Linked DNA regions of Mus musculus: regions 2 and 3 are each linked to region 1. The links are chromatin contacts, called in public Hi-C maps. All regions are on one chromosome and are shown on one strand. The core of a region is the stretch at or near the end of the contact, and the rest is flanking DNA. Distances in the headings are between cores, read along the strand shown.

The links. Hi-C and Micro-C count contacts between places; a contact is called where the count stands out from the background.
Region 2: a contact with region 1 is called in a Hi-C map of cerebral cortex, with 2.7 times the contacts expected there. The contact joins the enhancer-like site here to the promoter of Ajap1 in region 1. A contact is called at or near these places in 1 of 39 promoter capture datasets (hippocampal neurons), 8 of 484 Hi-C or Micro-C datasets (cerebral cortex, embryonic stem cells, nephron progenitors and 2 more), 1 of 115 datasets of contacts at active chromatin or transcription factors (embryonic stem cells) and 2 of 9 other capture datasets (embryonic stem cells and liver).
Region 3: a contact with region 1 is called in a Hi-C map of forebrain, with 4 times the contacts expected there. The contact joins the enhancer-like site here to the promoter of Ajap1 in region 1. A contact is called at or near these places in 1 of 39 promoter capture datasets (hippocampal neurons), 5 of 484 Hi-C or Micro-C datasets (cerebral cortex, cortical neurons, embryonic stem cells and 1 more), 3 of 115 datasets of contacts at active chromatin or transcription factors (embryonic stem cells and forebrain) and 3 of 9 other capture datasets (adipose tissue, liver and pancreatic islet).

Annotation. Positions count from the first base shown.
Region 1 is chr4:153,481,150-153,485,012 of GRCm38.p6, reverse strand. It overlaps Ajap1 (adherens junction associated protein 1), which reads left to right and starts at 2,183. Exons shown (of 6, transcript NM_001099299.1): 1 at 2,183-2,884. The coding sequence starts at 2,856.
Region 2 is chr4:153,356,629-153,360,491 of GRCm38.p6, reverse strand. No RefSeq gene overlaps it. Among named protein-coding and RNA genes, the nearest start is that of Ajap1, 120 kb to the left of the region's middle. Within about 2 kb of position 2,156, at least 30 of the 459 cell types and tissues checked have an H3K27ac peak or open chromatin away from gene starts, as enhancers often do. A contact at or near this core is called in cerebral cortex, where this site is marked.
Region 3 is chr4:153,598,597-153,602,459 of GRCm38.p6, reverse strand. No RefSeq gene overlaps it. Among named protein-coding and RNA genes, the nearest start is that of Gm31180, 15 kb to the right of the region's middle. Within about 2 kb of position 2,254, at least 21 of the 459 cell types and tissues checked have an H3K27ac peak or open chromatin away from gene starts, as enhancers often do. A contact at or near this core is called in cerebral cortex, cortical neurons, forebrain and 1 more, where this site is marked.

The DNA.
Region 1 (3,863 bases), core at 934-3,433:
GGTCATCTGGAAGAACAGGCAGTGCTCTGAACCTCTGAGCCAACTCACCAGCCCCCAAGAGCATACATTATTAAGTCATACATTGACTTCATTAATCTTTTTCTGGGCGTTTGCTGGGGATTGAACCTGGGGCCTTATCCAGGCTAAACACAGGCTCTTCCTCCAGCTGTATCCCAATCCTGTTAGAGTTATCTTTGAGAATACATTTCAGTAACATCTCAGACTGAACGGGATTTGCCACCTTCCCAAAGGGCAGTGGGTCTCCTAAGCCTGTGAAAAGGTCTGTAGAAGAAAGCAGGTCAGAACCCCCACCTCCAGTCACCTGGCTGCCCAGGCTAAGTCTCCCTAAGGACTCTACAGGCTGCTGGAAGGCCCTCTTTTTGCAGCACCCCAGCTTTTCCCGCTAGGTGGCAGCAGTGCAGGCATCTCCTTCCTGGTTGGCAACTGGGTCCAGCTTGCTCCGTCCGCTAGGACTTCCCTGCCTCCTTACTTTGTAAGATCATCTCCCTCCAACCCCCAGGACCAGGGCTCTGCGGGAAGAGGACCCAGAAGTGACCAGGCATTCAAAGCGCTGAGTCACCTGGGTGTCTCTCTGGACGACAGACTGGCACACAGCTAGTCGCAGCTGCACGTGCGCTGGGCCAACTCATTTAGTCCTAATTAAAACCTCCTGAGGGAAAGCACCGGAAACGGGTCTTGTAAGATGAGAAAGCCAAGAGTCGGAGAGGTTGCGTAATAGACATAGGACCCCAAGACAGTAGCACCCCATACCTAACTTCAGTCTCTTGCAACCATGCTACCTTGCTCCCAGATACTTTCTTTAGGGCCTGAGAGGGAAAACAGAACCATGTTGTCCTGTCCAGCCTGGGTGGGGAGAATCTCTGGCTGCCAAAAACCTTGGACTGGAGGCTCAGGGAAAAGGACCTGCCTGGGTGCACAGTGAATCCCAGGAAGACTGGCTCCTCCCCCCCCCCCAGCAACCCTCCCAGGGAGGCCTCACCCTCTCTCTCCTGAGGGGGGCAACTGCTGGGCTGAAGTCACTTGCTTGCAGCACCCTGGCAAGTCCCCAGTTGCCTCTCTTTACCTTCCCGGCTCTGACTCTAAAGTCCAAGCAGGAAGACCGCAGACTGAAGCTCATTTCTAAGGCCCCTGGCTTTGCATTTCTTCCCCACTATGTGTGGAGCTGAGAGCTGGCTTTTGTTCCTACAGTTCCTCAGGGACTAGGCAGCTAAGGCCTCCGTGGGATCCTCTGCCTTTATGTCACTCCTTTCAGTGAAAGGGGACCACAGAAAGCCTGTCTTTCACTAACCGGACATGCAGACACAACTAACCAGGTAGGCACCAGGGAGTGCTGGGTGGGAGAGTGGGCAAGATGTCTGGGAGTGCCAGGTTCAGAACTCCCTGGCTCTGCGAAGACAGCAGATGCCATAAAACCAAGAAGGAGGGGGAACTGCGCTGGAGACTGAATAACCGGGCAGAAGCATGCTCCAACCAAAGGCTGAAACTTCATCTGCCTGGAGAGAGGCCAGGCCCAGGCAGTGGGGAGACTCCCCAGGAGGACCCTCCCCAGCCTCTCGCATCGCCTGCGCCGTGCAGCTCCGCAGGAGGAAACTTTTCGCACAGCCTCAGCTCCCCAGTCCCATGAGAACCTCCTCTCCCCAAATCAGCCCTCTGCGTTCAATGGGCGTACTTAGAACAGGGTCCGAACCTCTTAACTGCTTCGCATGCCATCTGGTTACCGTGGCAACACCATCCGGCGGCGCCGGGCGGTCCAATCGGAGCCTGCGGCCTCTTTCGAGCCTTTCCCAAGGTGGAGACCCGGACGCGGCCAGGGATGGGGAAGGGGTGGGCCCGGTTCTTCTCTCTGGCGCCGCCCAGGCCACTCAGAGCCCAGGTCGCCAGTCCAGCTCCAGCGAGGTGGGCTGGCAAGCTAAGCCGACCGGCCGGGTTGGGGGCTCCGACTCCAGGTTGAGGGGCGGGGAAGGAGGGTGACGTGAGCCGGGCCCGGCGGGCGGAGTTGGGACCCGTTCGCGGAGGCGGGGGCAAGCGCTTCTGGAGGCAGACGCGCAGAGGGAGGCGGCCGAGCGGCGCGGGCGGCTCTGCGGAGGGCGCGGTGGGCGCGGGCGGCGGGGCCCGGGATCCCCGCGCGCCTCCTCCGCGCGGCGGCGCCGCCGCGCGTCCCCACGCCCCGCGCTCCACGCTTCTTCGCCCCGCGCCTCCCCTGCCCGCCTTCTGGCAGTCTCCGGGCCGCGGCTGTCTGCAGAGCGAGCGCTTAGACGGAGCTCTCCAGCAACTTGATCGGTGTCAGAACCTGGGACAGAGGCCCCTCGACCCGGCGGCGCGTGGAGGCGACCCGCGTGGGCCAGAGGGGCGATCTTCTCAACCCCCGGGCAACACCGATCACAGCCTCGCAGCTCCGGCTGCAGGCTAGATCCTCGCACGGCTTGCGGAGCCGCCCGCTTCGCTACTCGTCGCCCCGGAGGACGAAGCCCCGCTCCTCGGACCCTCGCGGCCGGCGACAGACCCGGAGTGCGCCCGCCTCGCTGCCGCCCGCGCCGTGTGGCCTGCGGTGGGGGCCCCGCGCCCCGAGAGCCGGCGGGAGGATGTGCGTCCCCGCGGGCCGGCCCGCCTGAGCCATGCGCCCCCTCGGCGGCGGCGCGCCGGCCGGCATGGAGCCCCGCGCGGCCGCGCTCTGACTCGCTGTGCGCCCCGCGGCCGGCGGGCGGCGGGCGGCGGGTGGCGGCGGCGGCCCGAAGCCGAAGAGCGGCGCCACGGGACCGGAGCGAGCGGGCGCGGGCGCCGCGCAGATGGCTGGGGCAAGCAAGGTCTGAGGCTGGGTTCCCTGAAACGTGACCATGTGGATCCAACAGCTTTTAGGACTCAGGTGAGCGACCCGGCTGGAGGCAGGGTGCATGGGGGGGTGGTGCGTGGGCGCTAGGCTGGGCTGCTGCTCACTGTTGCAAACCGAGGCACGGCTTCTCGCCTCCCCGAGGCGGCCCGCGTGGTGCACCCGAAGCCACGGAGCGCGGCCGCCTGCTGGTCCCTGAGGCCGGACAGAGAGAGGCAGGGAGCGGCCGTTCTCCTACGCTCCGCGAGTCGAGTGGGGTCGAGGTAGGGGCGCTTGCCCCAGTAACCTGGCAGCGGGGCTGGCCGGCGCGCCCGCTGCCCAGGGCGCCAGCAGCGCAGTGTCCTGGCCGGCGGCCCCGGCGCGGCTCCTCTCCGGAGCCCGGCGCGAGTTGCGGGCCATTGGGCGCGGTGGACTCGGGGGCCGGGGCTGACGCTGGATCTGCCAGGGAGAGCCACCGGCCCTCCCAGTTCTCGAGCAGCTTTGCCGTGGAGTTGGAGAAGCCCAGAACCCTACAGCCGCTCCGTCAGCCCTTCTCTCCGTTCCTAGGGCCCCTGGGCCCCTGAACTGAAGTGTAGTAGGAGCACAGCTGCCGACCCAGCTGCTTTGGGGTGACCTCCGGGCAGAAGGTCGCACGCAGCTGGCAGACAGCTGGGTCTGGAGAGCTTTTGGATTCTGGGGAAGCGACAACAGGCAACTGCCTCTAAGCACCTCTCACAGGCACACAGGGCTTGTCTGTGTCCGGGACCTTCCGGGCCAGTAGGAACTCAAGCCCAGTGCGGTTATGGGGCGGACCAGAAAGACCCTTCTCTGCAAACTTTGCCCACCTACCGAGTCGCTCAAGCTTCTCTGGATCCTGCCTTGGGGTCCCCAGAACGCAGTTGCCCCCTTTACAGAGCACAGTGTCTACTACCCTTGCCTTCATGTAAGGGGGTCTCTGGCCAGAGCTGCTGCGCCTGGGTCGGGATTTGGGACCCAGGTTGAACATCACAAATGGAAGCTGAGAAAGGCTGCTTGC
Region 2 (3,863 bases), core at 907-3,406, 120 kb after region 1:
TTCTCCAGGGTGACGTCCTGCCTTGAATTTGTCTCGTCTGCAGAGACATTTGGCCCTGTATGGAGGTGCTTTTCACTATTAGACAAAATAAGGGTGTGATACTCTGATGCTCTGATAAACACCAGGACCAAAAATAACTGAGAGAGGAAAGGGTTTATCTGGCCGCAGTGTTATAGTCCGCCACTGAGGGAAGTCAGAGCAGGGACTCGGGTAGGAACCTAGAGGCAGCAACTGAAGTAAGAAACTGTGGAGCAGTGTTGATCACGGGCTTGGTATCCATGGCTTATCCCGCTTGCTCTTTTATACTACTGAGAACCCAGGTATGGCATAATGCAGAGTCAACCACCAATAACACGCTCTCGAAGACCTGCCCACAGAACAATCAGGTGGGCATTTCCTTGTTAGAGGTCCCCTGAGCTTAAATTATATCAAGCTGACAAAAAATCAGATGCTACTGGACAAGGTCCTTGCTAAACCCCCAATGCAGAGACCCTCCATCCCCAGGAAGGCCGAAGAAGCAAGTAAATGGCCACAGTACTGGCTGGAAGAGAATCATTCCTGATGAGGGTAATAACAGGGTTACACAATCCTTGCAAGAGGCAATATTAGTATTCTGACACTCTGAGACTCAACTCCCAGCCAGGGCCTACAACAGAAGACAGTACAAACATCCCAAGAACATCGTGAGTTCCCACGACTTCATCTTCAGCATTAGATCACCAAGGAGACGTAGCCTGTCTGTGACACTGTTTAACCGAGGTTGGAGGGTCTGAATGTGGGTGTGCCCATCGCAAAAGGCAATATAGTATTCTGACCCTTTGAGACTCAACTCCCAGCCAGGGCCTACAACAGAAGACAGTACAAACATCCCAAGAGCATTGTGAGTTCCCACGATGTTTCATCTTCAGCATTAGATCACCGAGGAGACGTAGCCTGTCTGTGACGCTGTTTAACCGAGGTTGGAGGGTCTGAATGTGGGTGTGCCCATCGCGCGGCTGGGGGTCAGGGGCAGCCTCATCACAAGGGCTGTGGTCATGGACTGGGGTCAGGGGCAGCCCCATCGCATGGGCTGGGGGTATGGCAGCTTCACTGCACAGTTTGGGGTCAGGGGCTAGAGTCATGGCAGCTCCATCGCATGGCCTGGGGTCTCAGGCTGACTAAAAAGGAGAAAATGAGCCGACTATTCACTTCTCCACTTCCTGACTGTGAGCATAGGAACTTTCTCAAGCTGCCTCCGTGTCTTTTTGTGACGGATGGCACCCTCAAACCATGAGTGAAATAAACCTTTCCTTCTCTACGTTGCTTTTGTTGACTATTTTATCACAGTGTTGAGAAGAGTAACTAACGTGCTCCCTTGCACGGCTGTGCCTTAGAACCTGTATTTATTAGTTCTATAGGGCGTCCGTAGCCACTGCTATACTCTAGATCCTTCTAGACAAGGCAGACATACTATCTCACATTCCCAGAGACCAGAAGTCTGAGATCAGGTGTTTGCAGGACTGGGTTCCCTCCCACAGATTATGCTAGGGAGACTCTGTCTGAGCCCCTTTGTGAGTCTTGGTTCCTGGTGCTATCAACCCACAGATTATGCGAGAGAGACTCTGTCTGAGCCCCTTTGCGAGTCTTGGTTCCTGGTGCTATCAACCCTCTCTATAGACAGCATGCATACCCATACTCAAAGGCCCCCTTTTTAACACGCATAGGCCAATATTCCAGCACAGTCCATTTCCTCTTCTGTCTGTAAGAATCTGACTTATAAATAAGTTCATGTTCTGGGTACCAGGGTTAGGATTTCAGCATCTGCAGGACTCCCAGTTTAGCCCTAATACAGTGGTGACAGAAAAGACACATTCACAGCTCCCAAACCTGTCTCATGTTTCCTGCTATTTATTCTAAGAAAAAGTGAGGGATATAAGGACAGGGAAATCCAGGAAAGAGACTCCTGTGCCTGCCTGTGCTGGACCAGGAAACACAGGATGGTGGTGGTCTTATTGTTAACTCAGGGGAAACAATGTTGCTACACTGAAAGGGAAAGTATCATTCTTTAAGCTGAAGGCGCCTCCGAATGTTATTGTCATGGTTTCAGGCTGCTGGATGGAAGCGAGGCAGCTGCCTGGCTCATAAGCTGATTGGAAGCTGGGAACTAGGGTGGGGTGCTGAACACAGCTCCTCACTGAGCGAAGAGTGCAGAGAGCAGCTGCGGGCGCTGGCATCTGCCTCCTTGTTGTCTTTTCCTTTATTTGCGTATGGGTGGTTTTTATTTCCGCTTTCCCTCCAGCTTGAGTTCCAAAGCAAGCACACTACCTGGCTCTTGCCTGGCTGTTCATCAGTGTGGGCCGACCTCTGCTTCCTGTCTGGGGGAAGGGGTTGGTAGTGCAGTTAGAGCAGCTTGGCAGCTTGCCTGAGAGTGGTGGGCTCTTCCAAGCCTTTACACACACACACACACACACACACACACACACACACACACACACACACACTCACTATTGTTAACAGAGTCTGACTTGAGAGGGCCCCTCTCATCTGGCCTGACCCAGTTCCTGGCACTCCTCAAACTCACCCAGTGTTTCCTAATTCTCCGACCTTGAACTTGGTGGAAATGATACAGCAGAATGTCTGGCCTCCAAGGCTGTTTCTTCAGCCGTGCAGAATTTCTGAGAATGAGGCTGGAGGTGCTGAGGCTAGAGACAAGGAGAAACCGGGGTGCAGGAAAGCAAGATTGTCTCCACACCTGAAGGCCAGAACCCTGGTGTCCCTGGAGCTCTCCGTGGTGCTGAAGAGGGCCTCTTTGCTTACACTTCCTTTTGAAGCCAGTGCAAGCATAACCAGCTGCTAGGTTTATAGACAATCACCCAGAGCATCGTTTGCCGAGATCCGTTCTCTGTAAACAACAGCTTCTGAGATGCTACAAGGCAATGAGGTTTAAGTAATGATCCTGGAGAGTCATGGATTCAGAGTAGATCTTCCTAGATCACAAACCACCTCTCATTGACTATGAATACCAATGATGGTGTCTCAGGGCTTGCCATCACCAGAGGCAGCAGGAGCACCAAGGGCTATAAGGTGTGTCCTTATTCCTGTGTGTGTGTGTGTGTGTGTGTGTGTGTGTTTGTCTCTGTGTGTCTGTGTATGTTAATGTGTGTGTGAGTGTGCCTGTGTGTGTTGTATAAATGTGTACAGAGACCAAAGAAGGATATCAGATGTCCTTCTCCGTCATTTTCCACATTATCCCCTTGAGGTAGGATCTCATTGCATCCAGAATGAGACTAGAAGTCAGAAAGCCCTAGTAAGCTCCACGTCTCCGTCTAGAATTTTATGTGGATCTAGGATCAGAACTTGGGTCTTCATGCTTGCACAACAAGCATTTTAACTCACTGAGTCATCTCTCCAGCTTCCCTTCATCTTGATAAGCCATACAGCAAGGTGGTTTTCTGGGTAGGTCATCAAGGGACCATTCATTGTGTTGTATATCTGCAGGCCATGGGGGAAAAACCCTAATGAGACATCTTTGCAGGCATCTGTTTGGGCTCTGTTCTTCCCGGTGAGAGGAAACCACACTGAGATGCACCCATGAAGGAGGCAGATGCACGATCCCCTAGCCCAGGCCCTCGCTGAGCTTTGATACTTCACATTTTGCATGAACAGCAGATGAGAGCAGCATCTCTCAGCGCAAGTCCTTACACTCGAGAACATTATGCAGAGAAACCATGAAAAACCATGAGATCCATCGAAAGCTGTGGCTCACTTTGGGATTGAATTGCCACTTAAATCAAACTGACAGTGGGCAGGGGGCTTGAAGAATGAAATTAAGGGGGATGCTGTATTTCAATTGGGAAGTCTTGGGTGCTTTCCAAGAGAGCAGG
Region 3 (3,863 bases), core at 1,005-3,504, 120 kb before region 1:
TCTTCAGTGGTGGGCCACGTGGAGGTAAAGCCTGTCCTAATGTCCCAGAGTAGGTGTGGGAACGAACAATCAACTGCAGTACTCTCAAGGGGCGCAGAGATACTCCCAAAGGGCGCGGACATACTCCGAAGCATATTTGCTGCTACGGCAGTGGGTTGGACAGGAACTGAACACTTAGGTCTGAGCCATGGTCACGAGGATTTGTTGAGTGACGTGGTGCGTGTGCTTTCCCTGTGTGGAAGCTTGTGTGCACAGAGAGCCCGGGAGCTGGCCCAACCGTCACACTTGAATCAGCAGAGGTGGACAAGTCACCTCCACGGTACCCTGCTCTACCCGTGGGGAGAGTCAGAGGAGACAAATGCTTGCCAAGGTGCTATCTGAGGGACTGAAAAAGGAGGGTACATGGCCTGGGACCCCTAAGTCTCTCCTAGTTTTTCCTATCTGTTTGTTTCTCTCTCTGTGTTTATTTATGTGTGTATGTGTGTGTGTGACACAAAATGTGGGTTCTGTGAACTGAACTCAGGCCATCATGTTGACAACAAAAAGCACTTTACCAGTGGAGTCATCCCCCATCAATTTGCTTTTGACCTTGTCAGCCCCTTCCCTCACTACCCACAATGCACAGCAGCAGTGAGTGGCACTGGTGCTGTGTGGAGGGAGGATGGATGCTGGCCTGTTCCTGCTCAGACTATCCTCCGTCTACTCCAGACCCTGGAAGAAGCCTCTGCTGACTCCTGCTGGCTCCTCTTCCTCGAGTCCGGCTGCCACCATTTGATCTATGTATATGAAACCTGTTCGGCAGACTCATCTCTCGTGTTTAATTTTTATGTTAACACAACAAGGTGATAGAACTGTGCTGGAGAGGCCGGGGACAGCACTGATAATCCTGAAGTGGCAGTTACAGCTTCAAAGGCGTTGCTGCAGGAGCCGGCTCCAAAGTGGATCCTCGGGCCACGGCTTTCTCTGAGGAGCCTGGAGAGCTTTCAACTTGACTTTGCTGTAAAAATCTCAGCTATTGGCAGTTAGCAGCCTCTGCTTAAAAGGCAGGATTGACTTGTGAATAAAGCACCGGCAGGGCCACTGAATATTCCAAAATAAGCGTATCAGCCTTGGCCAGGCCTTACCCACAGGTGAGACAAAGGCTGGACATTTAGTGGAACCTGGACAACAGAGATTTTGGTGCCCATGGGATCTTCCAGAACAAACCACCTTCTTTCTGAGAGTCCACAAAAGGGATGCTTGATCGCCACTGTTTCCTGAGCTTTACAGCAGAGGCTCATGGGAGTTCCCTGCTCACAGAATAGCCCCGGAGTCTCTGAGTTTCTGAGTCTCCCCCGAGCAAGTGCTTAGAAGTGGCGTGGGTCTCCCACAAGCTATCAGGGTGTTCTGTTAGTGACTGTAATGAAATTTCTGAGGCAGGCAAAGGAGTTTATTTAACTCAGTGTGCTGGGGATTCAAATCCCATTAGGCTGCAGCAGCGACAATAACTTTCAGTGCTTCTGGGGGCCCTGTGGAGAACATCATAATAGTAAGAATGTAGGGTGACAATAGACTGTCCCCAAGGAGAGAGCAGAGGCATGAGGGAAGGACAGACTACACCCTAGGCAAGAGCTCAGAAGTGTTGGGACAAGAAGAATCCATACCCAGCATAGGAGACCAGGGAAACTCTTGAGTGATGCTCACGGTCACACAGTCCCTTCTGTTGATAGGACCCTCAGCTGATGTAAGGCTTCTCATAGGCTGTGTCTGCTCAAGGTGTCACCTCCGAATACTGCCACACTGGGATCCTAATACAAGAACCTTTGGGGACCTGCTCAAACTACATGTAATCCACAGCAGAAGTGTCCACCCAGGCAGGAGGATGGCCTTAAGACCTGAGTCCTGATTTGCACCCAGATTGTTTTATGATCTGAGATGTCTCCGTCTGTCAGGGCCTTGGTCTCCCAGTGGACAATAATACCAGGCTAGAGCCTGATCTTCTAGAACCCCCATACAATGCCCCACAGCTAAGCAGAGTCTGGAAACACGAAGCAATCAAGCCCAGGCTCACAAGGAGAGGGGCTGAGTTGATCCAGAGAGCTGTCGGCAGATAGGGCAGGCTGTAGGCCTGGCTCTCACCGTCCCAAGGACAGAGCACAAGAGGTTTTGCCTTCTTTTCTCCTTTCTCAGAAAGCACTTTGCAAAGTCCCCTGAGAAACATCAGCCGAAGGAGGCAGGTCCAGGAATGTTCTGGAGTGGGAGAGGGGTTGTTATGGCAACCGATTGCTCCTAGGCTCTGAAGAGACTTAGCTCCAGCTGAACAAGGGAGGTTCAGGGGACACGGAGGGTAACACTTCAGAAAGAGCTGCCGTAGACGAAGACTCACGTGCACACTTGGCTGGAACGTCTGAGGGGTGAAGAGGGAGAAGGGGCTATTTTTAGCAACCCCTTGGAGGCTGCCGTATGGGGGTCTTAGCTGGAGACTCACAGAGCAAACCTCCTACCCACCTATCCTATCCACCCCTGAGTTCCTCAGCTCTCCTTTTCTCCTGGCCTCTTGTGCTGTTGTCTGCTCAGCCTTACCTGCCTCCCGATGCTCTCCCTCCTGTGGGGTCCGGTCCTGTGGGGTGTGAAGTGCATGCAGGTAGGACACTCAGCTTCAGAGCTTTCCTGGAGGTAAGAAGAGAGCAGGAGAGGTTGATAGCTCCTCTATCCTTCCTTCTCTCTCACAGAGCTGCCAGGGGACAGCAAGGGAGTGCAGTGTAGTGCATGTGCACAGGGCAGGACTTTCGTCCTGAGTGACTATGTTCTCTGAAGCTGGGGGGATGGGGGAGGGGCTTGCACCCCTGTGAAAGGACTAACCCATAGAAAGGACTAACCCATATTGATTTGCATACCTGAGATCCAACAATAATCATCAAGATGAAGCCCCCAGGCTGGGTGGTGCAGGGCCTGGGCTCCCTTCTACCCAACCCCTTTAGAGGGTCCTTTGCACAGACCCAGTGGAGGGACTCTCACATATTCAACAATACCACAACTTGCATCAGAGTCTTCATCCTGGTGGTCCAGTGCAGGGTGCGTGTTTGTTGGGGAAAGAATTTCCTCAGGAAACCCCTGCCAGCCTCAGGCCATTGGCCAGACTTCAGTCCTGAGACTCAACCTGCGTCATGGCCACTGGGCCAGTCCTGATGGATCTCAATACAGGGCTGCAGGTAGTGATGACAGACAAGGGCTTTGTTCCTGCCTGTATAGACCTGGCCATCTGATGAAGACAGGCTGTGAGGTTTCCTGTGTCTACTGTAACGAAAAGATCCATAACGAGTGGTTTTTAAACATAAACCATCACCCTCTCACAGAATCAGGGGCTCAGGTCCAAACCGTGAGATCTGCAGGGCCGCTTTCCCTCTGCAGATCTGAATGAGGCTCTGTCGGCTTCTGATGTCATCCTCAGCGTACCACAGCTCTTCCTTCTACAGAGCAGGCACCTGCCTTAGTCAGACTCTACACAGTACCTTCAGATCCCCTCCCCTCAGGGTATGTCCTGTGATCCTGGCACCTCTAAAATCATGAGGTCTTTGCTGAAACTTAGATTCCATACTTCCAGCTTTGTACAGTGACCTACCAAGGCTCCCTGGAAAGAGCAAACCCTGACACACATTGCCTGAATTTAGCAGCTTTCTCTAGCCTTGAAGCAATCCTCTGTGACCCCGTGACTCCTGACCAGAGGAGCATTCCAGCTTGCCTCGTATTTCTGTGATAGATACCATAAAGCAACTCGGGTAGCAAACGGTTTGTTTGGCTTATATACCGCAACTCACCAAGAAGTAAAGTCAGGGCAGGAACCCCAAGGCAGTACTTGAAGCAGAGGCCCTGAGGGAACACAG